Linked DNA regions of Urocitellus parryii: region 2 is linked to region 1. Evidence: chromatin contacts called from public Hi-C data. All regions are on one chromosome and are shown on one strand. Each heading gives the region's core, a stretch centred on a gene start, on an enhancer-like site or on the middle of the called end of the contact. The rest is flanking DNA. Distances are from core to core; before and after follow the strand shown.

Region 1 (7,021 bases), core at 1,065-3,564:
GAGGTATTCATTACTGCATAAAAGGGAACACTCAAAATGCTACAAAGCTAAGAACTCATAAAACACAAGACTACACCCCAGATTCCTGATACCATCCTTCCCAGGAAATTACCCTTCCATTAAACCAAGATGTCCAAGAACTATGAACCAGAAAAATGTGAACCACATGTTAGAACTAAACACATTTACTCTCCATCTAATAGAATAATGTTTTCAAAACTATGTTAGTGAAGAAAAACTGCCCATGGAGACTGTTGAGTCTGAGCTGGACGAGGCAAATCCAACGGATGTGCTGAGACTCCCAGGAAATACCCAGTTGCCTCCTGGAAAAACTGAGCAGTCCAATTAGAATTGTCTTGGAGAGGAATGGAAAGGGAATCCTGCTCACTCATAAATACCCTGAATTTCTCCTTCATTAAACATTTACTACTGCTCATCATGTGAAACACTAAAATATGGGAGACAATTTTAGCTTCAAACACTTGCTAATGTGATGCAACAATTTTCATTCTTACCACAATTAACTCAGCAATCTGAGAATTATTTTCTGGAGATTTTGAAGAAACTTAAAATGGGGTACTTATGGGGCTGGTAATGAGAAAGGATGAAGGTGAGAAACAGGGAAATTCTTTTCCTACACAAATATTCAGAAGAACACTGAATTATATTTATGCTTCCTACCTTACCACACTTCGTTAGCAATGCCTTATGCCAAGGATGAATCCGATTCATCCCTTTGATGATTTCAGGTATGGTAGACAGAATAATGTGCCCCTAAAGATGTCCACATCCAAATTCCTAGAATTTGTGAATGTCACCTTCTGTGGCAAAGAGGAATTAAAATGCAGGTTGGATTAAGATTGCTAATCAACTAATTTTAGAAAAAATATTGTGGATTATCTGGCAGATCCAATATAATCATAAAGGAGCACAAAAATGAATGAGACATAACAGAACTCCCTGTGAGAGGGCCTCAACCTATTGTTACTGGCTTTGAAGAAGCAAAAGGAGGCCAGGAGCCAATAAATGGCAGTGGCCCCCATAAATTAGAAAAGGCAAGGAAACAGTTCCTCCCCAAAACCTATGGAACAGGAAATGCTGCCAACACCTTGGTTGTAACCCAGTGAGACTGCAGACTTCTCACAACCCTCAAAATAACAAATTTGTCTTAAGCCACTAAACTTGTGGTAATTTGTTACAGCAGAAGAGAATATACATCAGACTTCTTTTATACCTTGGATCTTAGGAAAATTTTGACTCTAACGACTAAAATGATCCTACAATCCAAGAAACTGCCTATTAGCTATTTGATACTATTCCCCAAGGAAATAAATACAGAAATTGAGAATTTTTTTAATATATCCAATTTCATGTCTGCTGAATGCAATAGTAAAAAACAAAACAAAAACAACATCTGTACCTGTCTATTTCCTTTATTTCGCTTATTTAGTTATTTCGTACTTTAGAAAAATATTGGTAAGGCAAAGGGGTAATAAACCCAAAAAAGTCACTTACAGAAAAGGAAAGTGAAGCACTGACCTGTTAAATCACTTGCCCAAGTTCAGAAAAATAGTAATTCCATCGTTCCCCTATTTAACAAATGCTTAGAACAGCTACCAAGAAGCTCCACACTGGAGCTGTTGTATAGAAGGAGACCAAGCAGAGCCTTGCCTCTCCCAGTGTGAGTCCACTTCTACCAGTCCCCGGACTCGCCCCAGACCGCCTCACTGGCAGCGCTCCCTGCTGCCCAAGGGCCAGCAAGACCCGCGCTTACAGAGTCAGTCACATAAAAGTACAACCAATGAAGAAAAACACCAGCCACGCGCTCGGCAGCAAGCCGCCAGCCACAGAGCCAACATACGGCCCAACAACCGCCCTCCAGCCTCCCAGGTTCCCAGGTCCCCCAGGTCCCCCAAGCCACCAGCCACCTCCAGCCCTCCCAGTTCCGGTTCCCCTCGCCGACTCCCCGCCCACCATCCGGCCCGGCCCCGCCCACATGTCACTGGCGTGGCCCCACCCTTTACGCCGGCCCCAGCCACTCAACCGCGTCGTGGGCGTGGCTCCGCGGCTGCCTCTCACCCGTCGGAGCTCCGCCTTCCGCTGCAGCTCTGAGTGCCGCTCCAACGCGCTGGCAAAGCCGCCTGGACTCGTCTGAGGCTTCGAGGAATCGGAGCTCCCGCTTTCGGAGCCACTCTCAGTGCCTGCGCTTCTAAAGGGCCTAGAGAAGAGAAACACTCGCAGAAAATGGCTCTCGGCAGCCACGGCACGAGTCCCACACAGCGCCGCCATGACGCCTTCACAACCTCTGACCTACGGCCTCCGTTCCGCAAGCGTGCGGGTCAAGGGCGGAGCGAGGAGAGGCCCGCCCACCGGCCGCGGAGCCAGGAGGACTGGCTGTTTGAGGGCTGTGCTGTGCTGATGAAGAAGTGTAGGAGGTGGAGGTTTAAGTTAAAATGCATGGACTATATCCTCAGGGACTGGAGATCGCCGTTTCGTGTGGGAAGTGCGCTTAGTTCATGGCAGAGTGCGGTAATGCAACCTTTCAGGCTCCCTCAGTTTTCCCTGTTAACCTACTTAGTTCTCCCTGTTATCCTACTTAGAATTGGAAGTTATCTCCCTGTTACCCAACTTAGAATTGGAAGTCCGGATATGCACGCCAGTGCTCTGCTTTCTTTGTGACTTTGAGCACTTAAAATTTTAGGTGCTTTCCGAAGTTTCTCCATGAAGGAAGGAATTTGCTGTTAGGTCTTTTGTACTGGGCACTTAGTAAGACGCAGTTCACATCGAACAATTCACATTCGTGAAATTCTGGATGCAAGTTAATCCTTTGCCACTTCTGGGGCCATTCCTCACGTGAATATAATAATCTGAGACGTCTGTCACCTCCTAATAGCTATTGTACCTTCTAGTGTTAAGGAGCTCGGTCCTTGCAAGAACCAGGCAATGCAAAAACCTGCCCTTCAAACCCTGATTCTTGTGATCAAGTCAGAAATATTTCAGACATGTTGCTCAGAGTAACAGGAATGAGTTTATTGAAAGGATAGGGAAAAGGAATGTGGACACTCTCAAAGGAGAGAATTGCCTCTATGAGAGGAGAGAAACAATGTGCCATTCTTACACTTATTGCGGATTCCAGAGATGTTTCCAAAATGTCCCACCCAGGTCCACCTCATGACTTTTGGCTGACAGCAAGATGACATCAGTCTTTCAAATCCCTACTGCCTTGACAACTCTAGGTCACCTTAGCCCATGCTGGCCAGTTCTAATTGGATTTTTTAAAAAATATTTATTTATTTTTAAGTTTTAGGTGGACTCTTAACCATATATTCTTGTAGATTTTAAGGCTAGGAGGAACTATTCTTATCTCCTAATATTTCCGTATCTGGTCATAAAAGGCTCCTCCTTCAGTGCAACTTGGGGTCCTCTTAACAACCACCTGTAGTTCTCCTGCAGATAACTGGCAGTTTGCTGAGGAATGGCCAGACAGAGCTGCAGGTAAACTGCTTTCTGGAAAAGAAAGCATGTGGGGGCAGCACACTGGGCCCATTTGGGGGGAATTACTCTTAATCTCTATGTTCCCACCATTCACATCTGTATGTTCCCTAACATTAGGGAATTTCAGATAGTGCCTGTGTATTGTACCAGAGGCTCTGTCACTTTTTTTACCTCAATATTATTAATTCCGAGATTTTGCCCACCCTCTTCAAACACCATACTTCACTTTTTAATGAATGAAGTAGTTCAGCCATCTTTTACCCAGTAGTTTTAATGTTAACCTGCAATCAAGCTGTTTTGGAGACAAGGTGGCACACACTTTTCCATGACATTTGAAAAAATTACCGAGGGAAGTACTTTTTAGGACCACAAACCCTATTCTACTAATGCCTCTGACTAGGGATGCCTTTCTCATGCCTTGTATGGCATAGACAATGTACAAAACATTAGAAATAATTGTAGGATTCACAATAACTAGCCAACTGTGGGAAGACCCTTATAAATTCAGTAGGAGCTTAATATAAATTCTATTCCAGGTGAGTACTCCCTAGTACTGAAACTCAATAGGTATAGCATGTCCTAGTTCAGCCAAATGGTAAACTTCTCAAGGACTGTGTGATAAGTCATTTTCAGAACAATTCCTGTAGGGTTTTTTTTTTAAAGTTACATGTCGATGGGCTGTGAGTCCACATAAGTAGGCTACATCTTCTTCATACTTTTACTTGAAGATTGAAGGTTACTTCCACAATATTTTTTAATAAGCAAAACTATCTGCCTCTGATAGAGGATCAGAAACAGCAAATGAGGTTTTGCAGGCTTTTTTGCCTATGCAAGCCACAAATAGAAACAGACACTACAGAGGGGCTGTGGTTTTCACATTTTAAGGATTCTGATCCTGCCCTAACTGCACCTTCCCTCTTGCTTCGTTAAAAATATTCCTCTTTTTTTGCAAGTTAAAACACACACTACAAAAATAATAGTAATGGCAGATGACAAGGTAAGTGAAAAGAAAATAATTCAAATCCTGGCCTCACAAGTACTGGCTATAGTCTCATCAATAAAACTGAAACCACACCCCTAAGAATGAAAGGAAATGTGTAAAATGTCTAGGCACTTAATGAAAGCTCAAAAAATAGCTTATTGATGGCTAGGTGAAGATGACTAGGAGGTGATTAAAGATTTGTGCCTTTTAACCACATATAAATGCCTGAAAGAGAGGGGACTGGTCTAGATGTACAGACTGTCCAAAGACAGTCATTTCAGGTAAAGAAATAGATAAGCTCATTAAGAAGATGGATTCTGTAAATGATGAAGATAGGCAAATAGCATTTAAGGAATTGTGAAAATACTGTTAGTCAAATTGGAAAATAATGGAATTAATCCTGGAAAGCAAGAAAACCTTTAGAGAATATTGAAGATAGCCACTTAAAAATATAATTCAAAACCCAAAACGTGTTTTGCTTTTACTGTGTAGTAGAAAAACCATCAAATTAAAATAATTCACACTGACCAGCCTCAGTAACATCAAAATTACATGAGTTGGGCAGGGTGGTGCATGCCTGTTATTTCAGATACTTAGGAGGCTAAATGAGAAGTACAAATTTGAGGCCAGCCTGTGCAACTTGGGAAGACCTCGTCTCAGAAAATAGAAAGTGCTGGGATGTGTGTGGTAGAATGTCCCTCAGTTCAATCCCCAGTACCAAAAAAAAAAAAAAAATTATATGAGTTTTCAAGAATTTGAGTCACCAAACAGCATTTATTGAAGTATGAAATCCTGGCAGGTGACAGGCACATGCAAACCCTGCTCTCTAAGAGCTCACATACTAAGAGTTTGAAAAAGCCTTTAGATTCATTTTGGTTTCAACATCAGAATATGGAAGTTTTGAAGTTTGCTGGTTTATTCAAAAGCAATGTTTTCTATTAATTGTGACCCACCCATGGTCTCTATAACTGATATATAATTATGGGACCATCACTAAAAATGATTAACCAATGGCCAAATGTCTTCACTACGTGCAAAAATCAGAGTTTTCATCTGGTTTTAACTATAAAGAAACATGATTTTGACAAACTGCCTTATGCAGCATTTTCTCTGGAACATGTGCAGCAAATAGTCACTTCATAAATGCCTTTTGGTAGCCAGCATGTAGCTTTCTCATTTTTGCTTGATAACATTGATTCCATACAGCTGTCACGGTTCCTTACATATCCAGGATAGAACAGGTTTGGAGTTAAGTTTGCCTAATGGACTTACCCCTTTCCTCCACAGACAGGTAATACATACAAAAGAACCCATACCCAAATCATAGAATTTTTATTGTTTTCAAATATTATACAAAAAATAGACAGTGTGTGTATCTTAAAGAACAGTCCAAATTGTTTGGTGGTTTTTTTTTTCTTTGTATTGCAGTAATTAAGTTGCTAAGATGATAATCCAATCAATGTGTTCCCTCTTCATTGATTACTTTGGTCTTACAAGCATACGAATCATGCAATATTCCCACACTCTATAATTTAAAGGCATTCCTATTTGTAAGACAGAGTTGTTGTCAGTGATATTTTCTTCTGTTACACTTCTTGAATCCTTAAATATCCAAGATTTCACTTTCCTGCTGTTTTCTTGTAGTGTCACATAAAACACACAACAGAGTAGCCAGGACCTCTTTCTGGGTTTTCCTATTAATCACTTTTACAAATTTCTTAAATATCTGTCTCATGATATTAAATCTACCACAAAGAACATTTTGCATAGTATGTCTAAATCCAGTTTTATTTTCCTAAATTCATCCTCATTCTTTACTTTTAAGAAGCAAGTGTTGGTTGGTTAGTTGGTTGGTTTGGTTTGTAGACTGGAAAGATGTCTACAAAAATGATTGGCTGGGGGGCAAACAAGATAAAAACAAAAAATAATTCTCCAGTTCTTTCATGACTATCTCCAGTACTCACCTTCATATACCCATTCCATTTCCCATTCCAATTTCCATAATTTTTTTGCATACACACAGTAAAAAGATATGAGAATATTTCTCTTAACTAAAGAAATTGCCATCTTACTCTATTTGGCAGTGTTGAAAAGACATGAACAAGGCAGGACACCCAAGAAACAATGTGATGAACTGAAGATGATTGAAAAACAACAAATTTTTTAAAGACTAGTTGTTGGGAAAAATAACTTAACAGCTATGAGGAACAACCATAATATTTCTATAAAGTGACAAATTTCTACAAAGCTCTCTTCTGGGCCAATGCTTCAACTTTTATCTTAAAGCCTTTAGAAGGAAATTAGAGAATGTTAATCTGATACCATTAAGCAGTGGTTTAAAGTGGATTATTTTTTAATTGCCTTTTTAAAAGAAGAGGTACCAGTTGATTCTTTTATACAATAAACTATTTCCAGAACACTAGTCTCATAATAGATATTGAGATCTATACTACTGATATACAGAACTTATTAAGTTTTTCACATGTAATAGAGCATAGATTCAACTGCACCAGAGTGCTAACAAAAGCTCTAGCAATCAAGAAT
Region 2 (6,667 bases), core at 506-3,005, 230 kb before region 1:
GGACAAATGTGGCAGATATCTGAATCAGGGCTGTCAAAACTTTAGAGGATCTCAGAGACTTTTTTTTTTTTTTTTTTTTTTTGGATAGGCACTTTCCAAAAGATGCACTAGCATAATTTGCAAAGGGCTGGGGTAATATATTTAATGGAAAAAATCAGATGTTCAATTAAAGTCATACTAACAGGCAAGCGCACATGCCACACATCCTTCTCTGCCCACCCCCAGAGAAAAAGCAGGCAGGAACTGCACCAATCCTGGACTATGCCTACTGTTCCCTGTACCCTGACGAGATAGAGGTCTCCAGGACTAATAAGAAGTACCTTTCCCTCCTGCCGTGTGCAGCATTTTCAGGTGATCCACGGTCATCTGTAAGATCTCAGCTTTTTCTAGCTTAGCAGATCCCTAAAGAAGAGAATGACAAAAGACTGATTTGGCACGAGTGCCTTTGGTGGAAAACATATAACACACACGCACACACATATACATATTATATAATATCACATATTATATAATATATATGTTACTCTTTCTCTGTAAATCAACAAGTGTGGACTAAAGCAAAATTGTCTTCACAAAATCCGTTGGAAAATCTGTATGAATTCATCGAGACATAAGCAACACGACTATTTTCCAAGACATGAATAAGGTTCAGATTTATGGGGGAAGGAGTCAGAAGGCGCAGATAGCTATACTGATAACTCTACCTACTTTCTCCATTACCTGCTTCTCAAAAGCACTGGGTACCAGCCTCCTTAGCTCAGACAAACTGTTATTGATCCGGTCTCGTCGGCGCTTCTCAATGATCTGTGGGAAGCAGGCAAAACAAAGAAGGACATTTCCATGATGACTGCAAATTTCAAAGAGAAGAAATGTGATTCTTTCTGTTAATTAATAATAAAATTTAAAAAGAGGAGCAATCGTTCAAAATAAAATTTAAAACTCACGCCTCTCCGTCTTTTCCTGGCCAAGATCTGGGAAGATGTAGTTGGGGACATGGAACCTAGAGCCGAACTCAAGTTTCTGAAAGGAAAGGGGGTTGCGGGGGAGAACAGTCGTTAAGCGAGTGGAGATGATCTAAGGGTAGCCCCAAAGCCCTTCTTGCACTCAAGACTATTTTGGCAAATTGGACTTGAAGGTGACTCGAGGGTCTCTCGCCACCGGCAGTGGCCAGCCTGCGACGCACACAGGTCGGCTCAGAGCAGCAGCTCCTGAACCCTCGCCCGCTGTCACCGCTGCCAGTCAGTCGGGTCTCTCCTCCCTCTCTGGCCCCGCTCAACCGTCTCCAAATTACCCATTCTCGTCCGCACTCTCCTTCTCCACCTCTATGGTCTCGTCCAGCTCGCTATCCGAGGAGCTGTACTCGGGGTGAGCTCGCTTCATGCTGGCTGCGCTGGGGCTTCAGGGGAGGGTCGACGCAGTGGGCAGGGAGGAGTTAACAACCGCGGCGCCTCTCAGCGCTCGGCTGCTAGCGTTCAGCACACACTGATCCCGCTCACGCTCTGCCTCCGGTTAAAACTCAACCATCCCTTTCCCACGCTGAGCCCCTTCCCAGGGCCCTAGGGAGGGCGGGGGCGTAGGGAAGACGGTGAGGGGGCGGAGGGGCGGGGCCGAGGCTCCCGGGCAACCGCCTCCCTGCAGCCAATCCAGCTCCTTACTCCGCTGAGTGGCAGATGCTCAGGGGAGGGGCGGGGGCGAGACTGAGGGCGAGGGCGGACAGCGCCTCCGCCCCCGCGCCCGCCCCTGCCCGGCGGCGGTGCGTCGGCTCCACGGGGGCTCTGCCCGGCCTCCACTTGTGGGGAAGGAGGAGGTGCAGGCGACGGTGGGCCGGCGGCGAGGAGGCGCGGGAGGCCGGGTCGGGACACCAGCCCGCCGGCAGCCGCGGCCCCGCCCCGCCCCGCGCGCCCCGATTGGCCTGGCCGTGCGCCAGGGCCGCGCCTGCAGCGCCGCCGGTGAGCCGCACGCGCCGCGGGCCGTGGGAAAGTGCCGGCGCCCCGGCCGCCAGCCAATCCGGGCGGCTGGCGACGGCGACGGCGGCCGCGCTGGCGGCGGCGGCGGCGGCGCTGGGCGTCCGCATGAATGGAGAAGAATGGCCAGGCGGGGGAGCGAGGCTGCGCTAGGGCGCACCGCCCGGACTGAGCGGCCGCGGGCTGGGCTCCCCGTGTGAACCTGTAATCGGAGCCTGGGCGCCGGCCGGCCCCGGAAGCCACCGCCCTGAGCCGCCGTAAATCTCGGCTACGTAGCCGCCAGTGCTCCGCGGCTGCAGGCGCGCGCTCTTGGCAGGGCCCGGCTGGGTGCACCTGGCGGGGCCTCTCGCTGGTCGCTCCGTGGAACCAGCAGGAAACCCAGAGAGGTGTCTCTTGTGCTCCGGGCACGTCCTTTGTGGCTACCAGCCCAGAGGCTAGTCACATGGAGGAGCAGGACGTGGTTTGGGGGATGTTCTTCCGTTTCTGGGGACTGAGCCCGCCAGTGTAGCGAGACGCTTCTGCAAGGGCTTTCCAGTCTCCAGCATGGAATGAACTCCCCATGCATCTAATTTCCGGGGAAGTGGAGCGCTGGTTTTGTAGGCTAAGTCGGGGAGGGGGGAGTCCCTGGGGATATTCATCATGTTGGTTTTCCCCCAACCCTCACCCTCCTCCCCGCCCCGCGTTGGCTGCCAGATCCTCTCAGCCGGCGACAGGGTGGCGGGGCGGGCGTTTGCATCTGAGGCCTGCCTCACTGCGAGGATGTATGTCTCTGATCAGTAGACAACGCACCACACACACAAATACACCGCCTTCTGGCTTCGGTTGTGGCATGGCGCATAGTAGATGCTCCATGAAGTTTTCTGCGAGGATCCCAGGAAGACGGACTTGTAAAAATACAGTTTTAAATCTCAGAACTGATTCCAGGATTTGTACAGAAGGTTAGGATGGTTGTTTTGAAAATCGACTGCTCTATACCTTACAAAACTGTAGAGTGATTCATCTCACATTCTTGAGTAGCTTGAGGGAAAGCTTAATAAACGTCGGAATATTAAAAAAAAAGATTTTTTTTTTTTACTTTTGCAAATAGCTTCTTTGTTTCTAGACCTCATTCATTGTAGACCTTAATGCCATCTTAACACACCTTGAAAGCCACACTGAAGTGGCCTGAGTTTAATTGACGTCTTCCTTTCTGAGCCCCCACCACTTCTACATACAGGTCCAACCTCTCATCTCCCACTGAAGCTTTAATCTGCTTCACCTTAACCTTTAACCTCTCAGCCTTTCCTTCCATCCCCCTCTGTTTCCGTGTCCAGGTTGGGTTCCTACATACTGGGTTTGTTCTTCCTGAAATCCAGACCACTGTTCTTCCTCATACTTCCCCACATGCTGCCTGTCAGTTGTCAATCCAAGATCAGACTCACCACCTATTTTCTCTGCTCCTTCTGCAGGTAACAGAGCATCCTGGAGGTTGCTGCTATCACAAAACTGGAAGTTCTACTTCAAAGCTTCTTTTTACTCTCTCAGTCTTCAGTCAGACACATCACACTGCATGCCTCTTCCTTCCCAGAACCTGATGATTCAGAAACCAACTCTCTGCCTTTCAAAAAATCCCTCTGATATTCTGTTTCTTCTCCTAAAGTGACAGGCCACTCTGCCCCCAGGAACAGTGTGTCCATTCCTCTGTGGATCTGTAAGCTTTCCCAGCCTATAGCACCTGCAATGAGTCAGGTCTTCTTTGGCCCATTTTCACTGCTGTGTACAGGTGTGGACAAGCAGCAGGTGAGAGGAAAAGACAGGGTGGGGTTGACCATGCTTGATCCCTCTCTGATACCTAAATGAAATATTCTCACATATACATGTTTACTGTCAAAAAAGGAGGATATCGTCTCATTCTTTCATGTGCCCAACAAACACTTATTCAGTGCCTTCTGTGTGCCTGACACTGTGCTAGGAGGGCCTGAGAAAGGAAAGTTGACCCAAAACTCTAGAAGAGCCCTACCTTCCTAGAATTCACATCCCAATGGGGAAATCAGATAATACACCAGGAAAATGGTTATTGATGCCTCAAAGTTTGGGAGCGAGAACACATTATGAGATCTGGGAGGCCTCTTCTGAGTTTGGGTAGGGACTTAAGTAAGATCAAGATGAGATGGGTGAGGGGGTTCAGTTGTTGCCAGGAAGAGTGGGGGTGGCAGCTCCTCCCCAGAGTGGAATCAGAGGAGAGAATTGGGCTGAGGGTCCCTGTAATGTTCTCACCACTTGCTTTTTGTAGAGTATTTATCCTGGAAAGCTTGGAATAAAGAACTACTTGAAACTTTTATGAGGTTCCTTGAAGGCAAGGTGCACCTTGAAAATTAATCAGGGCTACCCAGGTCTAGCCCTTCAGGAATGGGTCTTTTTCCAACTGGAGGTAAAGGAGAAGATGTTGTACTCCATTTTTGGAGTTCACCTATCCTGAGGAATCACCGTTTGAATTTGCTTGTAGGCCTTGTCTGTCTATACACATGTGGATATTTATTTATATTTCCGCAGAGTGTCTTCTGTTGTGTTCTCTGGCAGAAGGGATACTCCCTGATGCCCTGGAGAAGACACACAGTCTAGATTAGGAATATACTACCTGGGCCAGGCCCACGTACAAGTCTCCCAGATGAGAATCAGTGGGACCTCCACTGAGGAAAGGAGTTCATCCACAAACTACAGCTCCAGCATTTCTATATGAAAGAGTCCTAAGGGTGACCAGCTGGTTGGAAGACACCCAAGCAATAGCCAGATAGGGGCTGCCCAGGAGGAAGCCCTAATTCTTCAGTTATCCATTCTTAGAGACTGGACTTCTGTGGAGATTCCTACTCTGGTGCCCTAATGAAACCCTTCCTCTGCCATTTAGCTAGTGAATGCAAGTGGTCTCCACTGAATAAGCCTCAGAAATGAAGCTCAGAGTTGGGCAGAGGCCACACCTACAGCTCTCAGCAAAGAAAAGAAGAGGCTGCCTCATTCTGAGCTTTCCGGAAAATTACTTTATCCATTCTAAGGCAAAAATAATTAAAATAATTTACAAAATAGTCAAATACAAAATAATTTACATAATTTACATCAATTATGCAAAACACTCCACATTGTATGTGGCCATTAGTAAAAATTGTCAAAACAACTTTTAGGTGAAATCAGCCAGTATTTGAAACCTTTATGTTTTGATTGTTTATATATTCACTCAATAAACTTGTAGAAAGCCTCTACTGTGTGCTAGGCAGTGAGCCAGGCCTGGAGCAAAGAGCCACAATCTCTATGAACCCACTAGCACGAACTTCTGAGCTGCATGACAGTGAGAAAGTTACTCACCTCTTTAAAGCCTCAGTTATCTCGTCTGTAAAATGGGGATATTAATAAACATTTTCATCCAGTGTCACAGATTAAATAAGATCATGTATGTAAAGCACTTTACACAGAGTGTGACCATTAATAAACAATCAACTGCAACTGTTATTATTAGGTATTAATATACCTTTTCTACCAATGAATTCTGCGAATTAGATTACTCCAAGTTTTCCTTCCGATACTCTCTTACACATCTAATGAGATTAAAAGCTGGTATAATTATGTGATAATTGAGTATAATAAAACAGTGTCTCTAGGAAGTAGTAGCCTTTTAATAATCATGAGCCAAAATCAGTGCTTCTTATTTAGAGCACCAGATTATTTTGAGTAAAATGACCATCTGCTATTCATTATGAGCGAAAGTTGTGCTTTTTGAGTCTCTTATTAAGAAATATCTCCCCTGAGCCTGCAGTGCTATAAATAGGTGTATAAACAAGGCTTCGGAGACATGTACCCACAGAGTTTAGAGATGGCTCCTTTATGAGAACACACCAAATCAGAAGCCACAATGTAGAGTCACTCAAAACAGTCATACCAGAGTCTTCAGTAAAAACCCATTTCCCTCTGCCCTCATGCTTGCTGTCTTCCCTAGAAACCCTCAAACACCAGATTGCCTTGTGGCTTATCATGCCACGCTGAAGTGCACTTCCACGATCAACTCTCCTAATTGAGGGCAGATGTGAGATGCCCTGGTATTTACTTTGAAGGGATGGTTTAATTGGAACCCAACAGGCCACAGTGGGTACACTGGGACAAGAAGAAGATTTCAAACCTCCTGCCTGGGTTTACATCACCCTTTACAAGCTGTGTGACCGAGAGCCAGCCCCACACCTCACTCCTCCAAGCCTGTTTCCTCATCAGTATAAGAAGAACACCTCGAGGTTTGTTTTGTGAAAGAGAAAATGAGATGCAGCATTTTGTATAGTACTGTATAAATGGTATGGCTTGTGGTTGTCAGTGATGATGATCATGTTAACACCGTGGGCTGCTTCATCTCAAGTTTTCCTGGGTCACCTAGGAGGAAGCTTAGGTAGGTTTTCTTGCTCCTGCCAGTGAATTCATTTAGGCCACTCTACCTTTAAAGAAGGAGGAGGAAGAGCAGAGAGAGTTAAAATACCCAAGGTGCATTTCACAGAAAAGTAATCTGAAGATACTCTGTAAATAAATGAATTCATTTTTCTAAATACACTTGGAAAACCTTGGCAATCTCAGGGCACATTACAGCTCAAAACGTCAGAGAAGCCCTGAGTGAAGAAGCCTTATTGACATTTGTCTAACTCAGCACTTCCCCAACTGACCAACTATGGCATCTTTTTTTTTTTTTTTTTTTT

The links. A called contact is a pair of places that touch in the nucleus more often than the background predicts.
Region 2: a Hi-C map of liver shows a contact between it and region 1, with 3 times the contacts expected there. The contact joins the promoter of Hey1 here to the promoter of Mrps28 in region 1. A contact is called at or near these places in 2 of 2 Hi-C or Micro-C datasets (liver and muscle).

The regions. Positions count from the first base shown.
Region 1 is chr7:52,488,148-52,495,168 of mUroPar1.hap1, reverse strand. Mrps28 (mitochondrial ribosomal protein S28) reads right to left here and starts at 2,314. Exons shown (of 3, transcript XM_026382742.1): 1 at 2,080-2,314. The coding sequence starts at 2,289. Tpd52 (tumor protein D52) reads right to left here. Exons shown (of 7, transcript XM_077800388.1): 7 at 6,258-7,021.
Region 2 is chr7:52,716,835-52,723,501 of mUroPar1.hap1, reverse strand. Hey1 (hes related family bHLH transcription factor with YRPW motif 1) reads right to left here and starts at 1,755. Exons shown (of 5, transcript XM_026383168.2): 1 at 1,292-1,755; 2 at 945-1,020; 3 at 721-804; 4 at 321-402. The coding sequence starts at 1,380.